3 separate regions of the Sus scrofa genome follow, and all the other regions are linked to region 2. A link is a contact called in public Hi-C data. All regions are on one chromosome and are shown on one strand. Each heading gives the region's core, a stretch centred on a gene start, on an enhancer-like site or on the middle of the called end of the contact. The rest is flanking DNA. Distances are from core to core; before and after follow the strand shown.

Region 1 (4,419 bases), core at 56-2,555, 69 kb after region 2:
CGCAGGATCCAAGCCTCATCTGTGATCTACACCACAGCCATGGCAACGCCGGATCTTTAACCCACTCAGCAAGGCCAGGGATCCTCATGGTTACTAGTCGGGTTCTTAAGCCACTGAGCCACAATGGCAATTCCAAGAGCTAGTGCTTCTAAATTACTGTACATACCTTTTCTATGGTCATATTATAATACCTTTGAGATGAAGGAATTGTTAAGGGAGGCTAAGGCGTGAAGATGCTGTGGATTGACTTACTGTCCATTTTGACTTCTAAGTGGGTCTTCCTGTCCCTCAAAACCAACAACTAACAACCTCATGTTAACAGCTATTTTTGTTTTGGGTTTTTTTTTTTTTTTTTTGCATTTTTAGGAATTTATTGTAATACTGATAATTTATAACATTGTGTTAGTTTCAGGTGTACAGCAAGGTGATTCAGTTACACTATACATATATTCATTCTTTTTCAGATTCTTTTTTCCCATATAGGTTATTATAGAATATTGAGTGAAGTTCTCTGTACTATACAGTAGGTCCTTGTTGATTATCTATTTTTTTTATAATAGTATGTATTTTAACTCCAAACTTCTAATTTATCCCTTCCCCTACTTTGCCCTTTGGTAACCATAAGTTTGTTTTCAAAGTCTATGCATCTGTTTTGTAAATAAGTTCATTTGTACCCGTTTTTAAATTCCACATATAAGTGATACCGTATAAGATACATCTTCCTCTGACTTTCTTCACTTAGTGTGATAATCTCTAGGTCCATCCATGTTGCTGCAAATGGCATTATTTCAGTTTCTATGGCTGAGTAACATTCCATTTTATATACGTACCACATCTTCTTTATCTACACCTCTGTTGATGGACATTTAGGTTGTTTCTGTGTCTTTGCTGTTGTAGATAGTGCTGCTGTGAACACTGAAGGGCGTGTATCTTTTTGAATTGTAGTTTTGTCTGGATATATGCCCAAGAGTGGGGTTGCTGGATCATATGATAGTTCTATCTTTAGTTTTTAGGACAACTGTTTTTCTAGGATCTCTTGCAGCTCAACTTCTGGGTACAACGAATGCCACTTGGGCCTGTCAAGTACCCTTGCACAAAGTTTAGAAGGCAGGAATGGTAGATGAGATAGAGACCCTGTTTGGGTCACTTCTACTGACCAGTCACTGAAGAGGTGTTGGACTACGTGGCAGCATCAGCTTGCCCAGTTTCTCTTGACCTTCAGAAGCAGACCACAGAGCTCCCCTCTTTGCTTGTGTAGATGAGTAATCACTGCTTGGCTTGAGAGCAAGTGTTTCTGAGTCATTTTCCCAGTGCTATGTTGCAACAAAAGGAAGGTGGCCTACAGGCGGCTTCTAGACGCTCCTTCTCCCAAGCTGGGTAGCTCCCCACACATCAGTCATGCCTTGATATGTGGAAGTTGTTCCTCAAAGCCCATCCTGAGGTCTGGGCCTGAAGCCTTCCTGTGACTTTTGAAGCACATAGGCCCTTGTATTAAATCCCCTTCTGCTCAAAATAACTAATGTGGGTAAACCCTGACTTAGAAAGCAGGCATGCAGCTGTAGAACATTGGACTCTGATCTCAGCAGCATCCTTCCTGATCCGGATGGGTCGCCCTCTGCCAAATCCATCCGGGGGCCCTGTCCCCTTTAGCTCAGGCCACCCTGCTTCCCAGAGAAAGTGGGGGGATGAATTCCTTCAGCTTTGACTTTTCACCTGTGACCAAATGAGCATCAGGTCCTTACACATTCCTTCACATTCTAGGAGAAAACAAACCCATCACTGGAAATGTTTACAAATAATACAGAGCTTTATTCTTGTTTCTAGAAAGTGAGTCTCTGGGGTCACTCTCAGCCCATACCCCAGAGAGCTTCCCCTACATCCCACTGGATCCCGCCCTCCTGCCCCCTGCTGGCCCTCATTTGTCCTGAGATGCCTCCTCATTTGTCCTGAGATGCCTCATTTGTCCTGAGATGCCTCCTGCCAATATGCAACCTTCTGAGGAGGGCCCCCCAACCCATCTCATCTGCCCATCAGACCCACAGGTGGCTGGGATCCCTTGACACCACAGGCTCTGCTTCTGCCTCACCTCCCAGTCTGGGAAGCCCAGAAAGCCCTGAAGATTGAGAAGTAGAGCTTCTCAATTATTCCAGCTGGCCTTCTCATGAGAAAATTTCTGGTGAGTAATATTCTCTACCTGGCATCTAACTTTACACTGCAAGCAAATACATAAACAAGTCTTTTCCAAAGCAGAGGGGATATAAATCTAAAAAGGCAAGGGAGGAGGGCCCTGGTAGCCTAGTGGTTAAGGATCTGGCATTGTCACTGCTGTAGCATGGGTTCCATCCCTGGCCTGGGAACTTCTGCATGCCACGGGCATGGCCAAAAATATAAAGAAAATTTTTAAAATAATAAAAAAGGCAAGAGAATATATTAATCTATTAAAAAATGCATTGAGGTGAAATTCACAAAACGTAAAATGAGCTGTTTTAAAGTAAACATTTCAATGGCATTCAGTTCACTCACAATGTTGTACAACAACCACAACCACCTGACCTGGTGCCAAGACACTTCCCTCATTCCAAAGTAAACCCTTTGCCCACTGAGCCCTTACTCCCCACTTTTTCCTCCCCCCAGCCCCTGGCAACTACCAGTCTGCTCTCTGTCTCTATGGATTTACCTATTCTGGATATTTCATATCAGTGGAATCATACAACATGTGTTCTTTTGTGTCTGGCTCCTCTCACATGACATGTTTTCAAGATTCTTCCACGTTGTAGTGTATTTCAAAACGTCTGTCCTTGTTAAGGCTGAATAACATCCCCCTGTATGTATTTACCACAATGTGTTCATCTGTTCGGCTATTGAGGGACAGCTGAGTTTTTTAACCCTCTTTTGGCCATTGTGAACAGTGCTGCATGAACAGGGATTTGTCCAAGTAACTGCTTTCCATTTGGGGAAGGGGTATACATGGGACTGGAATTGCTGGGCCATGTGGTAATCCTATGTTTAACTTTGGGGGGAATCACTGTACTATTTTCTACCATAGCTGAACCATTTTACAGTCTCCCCAGCAATGTACAAGAGTTCCAATTTCCCCTCACCCCTGTCAACACTTATTATTGTTAGGTTTTTTCACTCTAGCCATTCTCATGTGACATGGTATCTCATTGTGGTTTTGACTTGCATTTCCCTGATGACTAATGGTGTTGAGCATCTTCTTGTGTGCTTGTTAGCCATTTGTATATCTACCTTGAAGAAATTATCCATCCGTTTTTGACCTGGAAAACTGATAACCTTTGGAATTAGAGAAACTTGGGTTCAAATAGGTTCAACTATTTAGAAGCAATGTGGCCTTGGGGTGATTACTTCTCCAGGCTTCCTTTTCTTCCTCCATGAAAAGCACATAATAACCTCATATTGCTGCATCCTTCAGGTCTTGGCTTGCATCCTTAGCTTAGAGAGACTTTCTTCATACTCTTCTTTCAGTTCAAGTGTCAATCTGTTTCACAGTATCCACTTCTTTCCTTCACAGCACTTAACACAGTTTGTAATTTTTGTCACCCATCCCCTCGGCTCACTCGCTCAATCATTCACTCTTTGTGGTGAGGATCCATTGACTATCTAGTTCGCAACTGTATATCCACAGCACAGCACAGTGTCTAACATGTAAAAGGGTATGTAATGTCTTTTGACTGGGAAAAAAATAAGAAATGACTCATGATATTTATAGGGAATTTAGTAGAGTGCCTGGCACATATTAGATCCATGGTTCACAGTGGGAAATTTTGGAAATGCGGTCAGAGGAGGGGAGAAATTTTGTGGTTACCACAACAATTGGGAAGATGCCAAAAATGCCTAGACAATGCCTATGGGGCAAAGAATTGTCCCAGATCCCTCACAACTTTAGAATAACTTACCAGTCATTGATGTAAGGGGGACACCTGTCTGTAATTATCTGCATTTATAATCCTCTGTTTTGCATATAAACAGAAAGTAACATTTGCACATTTTAATATGCACTGAATCTTCCAGGAATGCCACTAGCACATAAATTTAGAAAAGAAAAGACTGCATTGCATTTTGTTTGAAGCTCCATTGAGATGTGTTCACCTTTTCAGAAAATCACATCCCCATTAGCAACATAGCTTACAGTATTTGGACCCTCAAAATAACACTCGAGGATTAAGCTGTATCTATAAGTGTGATTCTACATATTGGTGCAAAAAACTGATTAGTTCATTATGTCTTCTAGTCTAGACATGCCTGAGTATCGACATATTATTTTAGCAAAAATTAATTTCTCCTTTCTTCTTTATAGTTAAAGCATGTTCATTATTTTTGAAATGATGTGTATAGGTAGGTTATGGATTTTATTGCAGGATCTTAAAAAACAACCTTTTATTTTGAAGGAAAGCATTG
Region 2 (4,221 bases), core at 1,666-4,165:
TTGCCAGCCAGACCTGCTCCAGGAGCTCTTGACAAGGCTGTAACATCACACCAGTGTGATATGTTAGCATGTGGTATCTCAGCAACTACACACCACTCTGTGGAAGAGAAATGGAGTCGTGTCTGAAGGGAAGGCAAGATGCTTCCCAGCTGGGGAACCTGGAGAAAGCTGGGAGCAGTGATGTAAGAGAAGGTCCATAGACATGCCCATGGAGTTCTGAAGAGGAGCCCACCTGATCACAGGCAAGATCATATCCTTCAACACAGGATGGTCTCTGTGAGGCAGGGACAAGAGGGACCATGTCTTCTCCCTCTCATCTCTGTATTATCATCACCTAGCACAGGGCCTGGAACTTAGTGGAAGCTCGATACCTGTGCATTGGAGGAATGAACAGGTAAGATAGAGACAGACAGGTGCATTAGTTAGCTATTGCTATGTACAAAGTTACTCCAAAATTTAGCATCTTTAAACCCTTCATGATCTCACTCAGTTTCTGTGCGTAAAGAATCTAGAGGCAGCTTAGTTCAGAACCTTGCAAGGTTGCAATCAAGATGTGAGACAGGCTCCCAGGCTCAAGTGGGGCTGGAGAATCTGCTTCCATGCTGTCTCGGCCACTGGAGGGTCTCAGGTCCCTACTAGCTGCTGGTTAGAGATGTCCATTAGTTCATGTCACACCAGCCTCTCCACAGGCCTGCCACCAACATGACAGCTGGCTTTCCCAGAACAAGGGCTCTGCAAGCGAGAAGAAGGCAGGCAGGATGGAGGTCACAGTCATCACCTCACCATTGCTCTGTTGTATTTAGTAGAAATGACTCACTAGGTTCAGCCCACAATTAAAGGGGTTGGGGGTTGTCCAGAGGTGGGAAAATGAGGAGGCAGAGATTGTTGGGGCCCACTGAGAGGGAGCACAAGGCATAGCCAAGGTCCAGGGGCTGGAATGCCAAGCACACTTTGAATTAAAGTCCCATCATTCCTTCTCCCTCACAAGGGGACTAGCAGCAGCCAGCTATGCCCATCTCCTCATAGATCTGCGTCTCCACTTCATGGGGCCTCAATCCTGGGTTTGAATCATTGCATCCAGCCGTTTCATCCCCTGCCCTCTTCCTGCACTTGTTCCCCTGCTGTAAGACCTCAGTTTCCCCTTTACACTTTTCATGCACCGAGGTAGCAGTTCTTTATGGTAAACTCCCTCTGTTCAAAGAGCTGGTGGGGTGTCTGCCTCCAGCTGGATTCCATGTGTCACAGTGGGGCAAGAGTGGGTGTGGTTGGAGAGCCCTGAAAGGGACCCTGTTGGGTAGGTGCCATCCTTGCTCAGCTCTCAGTGGCCCACAGGGTGACCTCCTTGCTCAAGGCCACACAGCAGTAAATGGTGCCCACTGCCCAGTACGGCCTGTAGAGAGGAGAAGCCCAGCCTCGTTCCTGGGGAGGTGGGGACTCAAGACTCCAGGGTCGAGAGTTTTCTCCTAAATTGGGGAGCATTTTCTACCATTGCTGAGGACATGGAGCTGGGAATTATTTAAAGGAGGTACTGAGGCTTTGACATTCTCTGCTGGGCTTGGGTGAGGGAGAGCAGGCTGTGCTATGTCTTCAGAGCCCTCCCCACACCCCAGGTCAGCTCTGGCCCCTGGGCACTCTGCATCTCCCAGGCTGCCAGGCCTAGGTCAGAGCAGGAGGCTGCAGGGCTGTGGGCTGGACACTGCAGGTGCCCCACTCAGTGAAGAAGGCCAGGGACCACTCCTGCATTTCAACCTGCCCTGCAAATTAGGAACAGGTTTACTTGCACGATATCACTTTATTATGTTTATATACAGTTGAACCACAGAGCATGGGTTCACCAAACACACAAAATGTTGTGAAAGGATTGGCTGTTTCTGGACTTTTTGGTGAGGATTAATTTAACGCTCGTTCATTGCCTTTGTCATCTGCTGGCATGTGCCAACAGGCAAGTCTCTGCTCACAGCCATTGAAGGCTTCAGAATAGCTCAGCAGGGGGAAACTTAAATTTGAGGAAAAACATTCTAGAGGACATTGTGGTTCCTCACCCAGCTTCCACGACCCTTTCTTCCATCTCAAGACCCCAGTTGTCTGTTATGGCTGCTCCACTCCTCTCTCTTGTAGAGTGCCCAGGACGAGCCCCCAGGGGCTCTGTCCTCTTTGGGGTGTCCCCCAGAGCAGAGCCTGCAATAAGAACTTGGTTGTAGGTGACCCCAGGCAGCTCGGGGTGGAGATGAGGGAGGGAAAAGGAGGGAGGGTCCCCTAAGCATCATGTGAATTAGGGCCTTCCCCTGCAGCGAGGGGCTCAACTCACTGGGCCCTGGGCTTCCAGTGGGTATTTGTCCACAAACCCCCAAGCCTCCCTACCCTGTCCTCCTGGGATAAGAGGCCTCTGGGGGGCATGAACTCCTCTGGAACTTCCAGGCCATGCCAGTAGGTGAGGGAACAACTTCCAAAGGTGGTGGAGAAGAAAGAAAAGAGAAGCAGCCAGTAGATGGCTCCTGCCAGCCAGGAGAGCTCTACGCTCTCTACGCTCAGTCACCAAAGTCTCGATTTCCTTATCTGTAAAATGGGGCGAGTGGTACACACATGGCAGAGCCAATGTGAGAAGCAGTAATAGATATGTTTCCTGACATACAGTAGGGGCTCTAAAGGTGCTGGCTCTGTACATGGCAGCTCCTTTAGTGACAAGCCCCTCTGCCTCATTAGTTTGCTGAATGCTGTGTGTGACTCTGGGTTCTGCTTCCCCTCCTGCTGCCTCCACTCCTCTTCCTCTTCCCACACCCTCAGGCAACCTGGGGCTCCAGGCACATCCAACTTGAATCCCTAAAGTGGGCCTGCCAGTAGAGAAGCCAGGCCCTGTCCCAAGGTGTCCCAGCCAGGCTGGGCCAGGATGCCATCTGCTCAGACTCAGCAGTGGAACCTAGGCTGATCTGTGGAGTCACTGCCCCCCACTTGAGTCCCCAGGCCATGAAATTGGCGCTCTGGCCTGAGCGGTCACCTGCTCTGAGCCACGGGAGGCCCAGCGCTCGACCTTTCCCTCCCAACGTCATTTTCCATCCTGCTGCGTTTTTGGCCAGGCCTGAAACACTTCTCTGGGGCAGCCAAGGAGGATTGTTCAAAGGCTTGTCATTGTTTCAGGATCAGGTTGCCTGAGCCTCAAGAATCCAACAGAAACCAGAACCTCCTCTGAGTCACAGCCACCCACAATGAGACCTTGAGTGGACAGTGGGGGCCGGGTGGAGGGCAGTGGCTCTCTTGCCTCCTTTGGGGCCCAGAATGTTTAAGCATTGTCCTCCCCGCCTGCAACTAAGCTCCGTTTTTTGTAGCTCAGGCCAAGTGCCAAATTGGCACCATGGTCTGGCCCCTAGCCTGGGCCTTGCTGCGCCTGAGCCAAGTCAGAGGGGAAGGTGGCGGCCCCTCTCAGGCAGGGAGAATGCCACCTGCCCCCAGGGGAAAGGGGGTTTCCAGGCTTGGGGTTAGTGCTGCTAGACACACAGAAACCCTTTCAGATCTTCATGGTCTGTGTGTCAAGACAGAGGACCCCAGGACCCCAGAACCCCAGGACCCCGGCCTCACTGCTGTTCCACCCTTCAGCTCCCTTCCCAGGTCCCTATCCATCATTTGAGACTGGCCCCTGGGAAGCTCATCACTTGGGGCCTCTAAACCACCTTTTGACACCTGTATCCCACATGTATTTTGAGGAGGGGATTAGTGGCAAGCCATCCACTGGAGGCTCAGCCCCTTACCCCACCCACACTCTGGACCACTTAGCTCTAGAAGTTAGCTCATGGTCAGTGGTCAACAAATGAAAGCCATTCACTAGCCCCACATTTCTTCAGGCATCTGGTGAATGGCCATGGCTTTAGGTGTGTACTGTCAGGGGCCCAGCCTAGCCCCAGCCCGGCTGCTTTGCTAATTATGTCCTACTGCGACACACTGCCCTGTCACATCACAGCCAGTGGGAGGCTGAGCACTGCTCTCAGGACCTGCCATAGACCTACCAGCCTCCTGTTCCCTGGAAAATGTCCTCAGGTGTGGAGCATGGCTACTTCTCCTGGTGCTCCCAGCACCCCCCACTAGGGAGGGAGCAGGCAAAGGAGGGGCTCTGGCTTTAAGCCAGGTCCCCAAGAGCAGGGCTGTCTCTCCTGGCTCTGCCACTCCCTTGGCTTTTCCTCCAGCACAGCTTTTTAGCACCTCGGTGGAATCTGACTTGTCGTAGCCTTA
Region 3 (4,725 bases), core at 401-2,900, 120 kb after region 2:
TATTGCCTTGTCCTTGAGGGAGGAAGCCTGCCAGCCTCCAGCTTCCTTTGTAACTTCCCAGTTCCTCTGCCCACAGCCTCTGCAAATCTGCTCACCCACCCCAATCACTTTGTCTTAAAGTGCTCTGGGACTGATTTTCTCATTTTCACTAAGTGAAAATAACTCTTTGGCTTCGTGTCCACTGCATAGGTACCTCTGGGGGCAGAGGTCGGCAGTGTGGCCATAGAAACTCCAGAGGCCAGCAGCCTTCAGGATGCAAGGACCGCAATGGCTCACCTAATGACCTCCCGCGACAAAGCCCAACACCCTCCAAAACAGAATGGCTGTCTGTGCCAAGCACATCCCCTCTGTCCTGCTCTCAGAAAAGGCGGTACGCACAGTGGTTAGGAGTTCAAGGGCTCAGTGCCCTCCTCTTAAACCTTAATCATCGAAACTACTTAAACCGTCATTTTAGTGCTTAAGCTTCCCTTTCCTATGTAAAATGGGAATAGAAACTTATTCTAATTCCTACGCATGTTGCAAGGAATACTTGAACTATCGTACGCAAACCATTCAGCACAGTTTAGCGCTCAAGGCTTACTAGCTGAGCCTGTTTGTAATTAGCGATTACTAATGGTCAAGATTTGTAGGTTCTCTCTTCTGGGACGTGGGGAGCTTCGCTGGCCAGCGCGAAAGATGCCGCCTGCCATCCAGGTCCCTCCAAGTTGTACTGTCTGGGGGCCGGGTCCGAGCCGCCACGAAGCGCCAGGGGCCTGTGTTCCATTGTGCTTGCTCAGTGAGGGTGACCCAGTGGCCGCCCAGGCGAGGGCACAGGTGCGTCCTGTCCGCAATGAGGGCGTGGGCGCGGGCGTGGCGAGCTGAGACCTGGGGGCGCCAAGCGTGTCCCGAGGGTTGGGGTCTGGCCACGGTTCCAGGAGCCCGGCAGGGGGTGTCTGGCCGCTCCCGAAGGGCGCCGCCTGGCACAGCACTCCGGGAGACTGCCCGACTTGCGCCCCGCCCCAGCCCCGCCCCCGGCACCCCGGGTTGGCTGGAGCGGGCAGCCACGCGCGGCGATTTGCCACGCGCCGCGTCACTGGAGCCGCTCCCGGCCCGGCCCCCACGGCCGGTTGGGGAGGCAGCGGCGGGGGAGGCGGAGGCTGCAGGGCGCGACGCCGCCGGGCCGCCCCGCCCTGGGAGGCGCCCAGGCCCTTGTCAAGTGACCAGTATCCCTTCCAGGAGAACACGGTCCTTCAGAGGGAAGCAAGCTCCAGCCCGTAGCCCCGGCGCCAAACCGCCGTCATCTCCTTCCTGTGCCGGGTGAGCCGTCTCTCACCCACCCGAGAAAACATAGTCCGCTCCTCACGTCCTTGTGGGGTAGTGTTCGCTTCCAAACATTGTGACCCTCTTTGCCCGCACCCTTGTCTTCCCTACTCTAAGTGCTCTACTATCCACCAAGAGGGTAAATCAGCTCGGAGAAGAAACCTTAAGGGAGAAGCAAAAGAGGGAGCAAGGGGAAAGGAGGGAAAAGGAGGAAAAAGCGAGGTCGGCGGAGGGACACTGAGTCCATCAGCATCGTGCGCACGCGCGCTGGAAGGAACGAGTTCCGGCCCGGCCGGGGCCTGCCTCCTAAAAATAGCCCCGGTGTGGGGATCCGTGCGCGGGCGTCCCGGCGAGTCCCGGGCTGAAGGAGGCGGCTCCGGGCGGCGCGGAGCGCTGGTGGCGGGCCCGGGCTGCGGCGTGTGTGTGCCCGGCAGCTGCGCCTAAGACGTGGTGAGGACTGCGGGCGGCACGGTCTGGTCTGCGGGGCCGGCGTCTCAGCGAGGGAGCCGGGTCGGGGCTGGGGGGCGCCGGGGCGAGGGGCGGCGCGGCCCCGGGAGGGGCGCCTGCGGGGCTCTGGGGACGCCAGGACGGGGTGGCGTCGGGCTGGCACAGGGCCGGAGCCGAGGTGCGCCGCGGCGGGGCGGGTGGGGTGGTCGCGTCGGGTGGGCGCCGCGGGGCGGGGCGCCTGCGGGTGTGGGGGCGGGGTGCCCCGAGGGCGGGCCGGAGGTCTGAGGGGTGTCTCGGGCCGGTGGAGGCAGGCTGGGCCGCGCGGGCTCGGCTCGAGGAGCCTCCCTGGGTGCGCGGCGCGAGTGGGGCTGGGGGCGGTGGTGGACGTCGCCTTCTTGAAAGTTGAAGGAGTTCCCTGGGGCTGGGAGACTCTGGAGTAGGGCGGGGGACGCCCGAGGACCCTTTTCTTCATCCTGCCTTACGAGGCCGGGGTCCACCCGAAGGGCCTGACCCCTGGTGTGGAGGGGCGTTCTGCGCCCTGGTTGGATATGAAGTTCCCCCACTTCTGGTTTGGGAGAATGTTGGTCTAACGGAGCAGAACATGTAGGTCCAAGCTCTCCGTGTGTGTGTGTGTGTGTGTGTGTGTGCGTGTGTGTGTGCGCGCGCGCGCGAACCGGTGGCCAGGTCGCCCCAGGGTTCCAGGAGGTGGCCCCGGCTTGGGGGAGCACCTGCCCGTGCAGACGCCCCACCGATCGGCGAGACGTCTCGCGGACAAGGGGCTGCAGAGGGAGCTGCTCGCTGCCCCTGAACATCCACCCAAGTAGATCCCGGATCGCACGGAGGGTTTTGTGAGATAGAAACTTCGCCTTTTAGTTCGATTCCACCCGTCTTTGATAAGTGAGGATTTATTAGTAGGTGAGATAGTGCAGACAAGTTTGGAAAAGATGAATATTTCTGATTTAGAAAAACAAGGTTTGTTTTGTTTTGTTTTTTCCTTTTAAAATGTAGCTATAAAAATGTCCTCAGACTTGAATGGTTCCTGAGATAAGCGAGCCTCCTGTCATGATCCAGGAGGGAACTGTATTGGAGAAGAACAGCACAGTGTTAATCTGAGTTTTAGTTTACTGTGAGATTTTGATCCCAGTAAATGTGCTTTTAGAAAGGCCTGCTGTGCTGTGTTAACAAGAGTGTGTGTATTTTTAAACACGTATTGTCTAAAGTTTTTTAAGTTATAGCACAGCATTTTTTTTTGTGTCTTGTATCTGTTACTGTATGAAGAGAAGGGTCTCTAAAGCTGTAATTAGGTGTACATTACACAAGAGCACTTTCCCTTTAAGAATCCAGCTGTGTTGTTTTGGCAACTGCCAAGTACTCCAGTTGTCAGTTTTAAAATCTGTGTTACCTTGGCAGTACTTGAACAGTCTGTGGAAAAGGTAAACAAAATAGCTTAAAATTTTTTTTCCCCAAACACAGAAATGGCATTTGTTTAGTAGTATGAATTTAGGAAATGAGGATAAAATAACCATATTGTGTTATTATGGCTTTTGTATGTACACTTTATGGTTTTGTTTTGTTTTTTTGGTTTATTTTTGGAGGGCTCAGTCTTTACTTTTTTTTTTTTCTGTGAATGGCAGCTTTGTTTTATGAAAAAAGTCACGTTTTCACTCAAGTGGATGTAAATTTTAGTTTTTCTTTGTATCAAATGTAACGAACACATGTTAAATGTCATGTAAAACTAATTAGTTCTGTATGATGATGCACTGATTCTGGAATTACTTTTAATTCTCAGTGAACACTGTAGTAAAAAGTTGTAATAATGGTGTTACAATGAAAATACTTTGAAGAACTAGTGATTTAAATACTTTGTAGACAGTCTTCAACAATTCTGTTGGAAGCCCACGTCCAGTAGAAACTTATTTACTAAAGCAATCAGTGACCTCTCTAAACAAAATAATTTGCTTACCTATTTCATTTAATTCACACTCTTGTTACATACTGTGGTTTTATTCATATTGATAAAAGTGATAAAATTATGTTTAATTCCTTAAATTACTTCCCAGCAAGAGTTTTTTTCTCCCTCCCCCCTGTTATATTGTTTAGGGCAGTGAGTGAGTGAGTGGTGGCAACCATTCAGTAGAAGGAAAATAACCTTTGGGGCTCAAAAATAATAATTGTAATGTCACCATGTTGAATTATGGTTGGAGAATTATCTATATTCTTAGAGTTTTTATGTTTTCTTAATGGATGTGTGTGACAAAGTTTTTGTTTTTTTTGGTAAATGCAACTGGAAATAATCTTTTAAAGATGTTGTTTTGAGTGGTGACGCTTTATTTTTCAAGGCAAGTAAATTATTGCTTTGTATTTTACATTTGGAATGCAGTGCAGCTTACTATTAATTTTATTAATATTTAGGCAGTAGCAGTGTCTCACTCATTAATTGGTTAGCAAGAGAGAAATACTGAAGTGTATTCTGAGAATGGTTAAGTAATTATGGAAATGTTTATTATAACATGATTTTGAAGTTTGAAATGTTTCAATAAACGTTTTTAGTAGATTTCTTTTCTGATTTAGGAGGAAGCCATAAGTAGATTTGTTATTAGTAAGTAGCATGCTTGTCAGTCAGGTTTTGGAAAGCCACCTTTTTTCTCCTCCCTTAGCTGCTTTTGTAAAGTTTGATGAGAGGGATTTAGTGTAACGTATAATGATATTTCTAGATTTTCTTTGGGCGTTTCTAATTTTATATATTCTGTCTGTAATCAGACCATGCCTCTTTTTTATTTTGGAAGATAATACGCATGGTACATATGAATGTTACATTGTCTAGCTGAAGTTTTCCTTTATCGGTGATGGGGCATTAACTACTGCCTTGTGGATTGAAAATGATCAATATTGCTTTTTTTCTAGACTACAAAGAAAATTTCTGAACATTCTTAGTAAATTAAGGAATGCCCACTCAACGTTTGAAGTAATAAGAGAAGT

The links. Hi-C and Micro-C count contacts between places; a contact is called where the count stands out from the background.
Region 1: a Hi-C map of embryonic fibroblasts shows a contact between it and region 2, with 2.4 times the contacts expected there. The contact joins two enhancer-like sites. A contact is called at or near these places in 3 of 47 Hi-C or Micro-C datasets (embryonic fibroblasts, fetal heart ventricle and heart right ventricle).
Region 3: a contact with region 2 is called in a Hi-C map of embryonic fibroblasts, with 4 times the contacts expected there. The contact joins two enhancer-like sites. A contact is called at or near these places in 4 of 47 Hi-C or Micro-C datasets (embryonic fibroblasts, psoas muscle and skeletal muscle) and 2 of 2 datasets of contacts at active chromatin or transcription factors (alveolar macrophages and skeletal muscle).

What each region holds. Positions count from the first base shown.
Region 1 is chr1:138,287,501-138,291,919 of Sscrofa11.1, forward strand. No RefSeq gene overlaps it. Among named protein-coding and RNA genes, the nearest start is that of MEF2A, 110 kb to the right of the region's middle. Within about 2 kb of position 1,306, at least 8 of the 83 cell types and tissues checked have an H3K27ac peak or open chromatin away from gene starts, as enhancers often do. A contact at or near this core is called in embryonic fibroblasts, where this site is marked.
Region 2 is chr1:138,216,401-138,220,621 of Sscrofa11.1, forward strand. No RefSeq gene overlaps it. Among named protein-coding and RNA genes, the nearest start is that of MEF2A, 180 kb to the right of the region's middle. Within about 2 kb of position 2,916, at least 16 of the 83 cell types and tissues checked have an H3K27ac peak or open chromatin away from gene starts, as enhancers often do. A contact at or near this core is called in embryonic fibroblasts and skeletal muscle, where this site is marked.
Region 3 is chr1:138,340,046-138,344,770 of Sscrofa11.1, forward strand. No RefSeq gene overlaps it. Among named protein-coding and RNA genes, the nearest start is that of MEF2A, 56 kb to the right of the region's middle. Within about 2 kb of position 1,651, at least 76 of the 83 cell types and tissues checked have an H3K27ac peak or open chromatin away from gene starts, as enhancers often do. A contact at or near this core is called in embryonic fibroblasts and skeletal muscle, where this site is marked.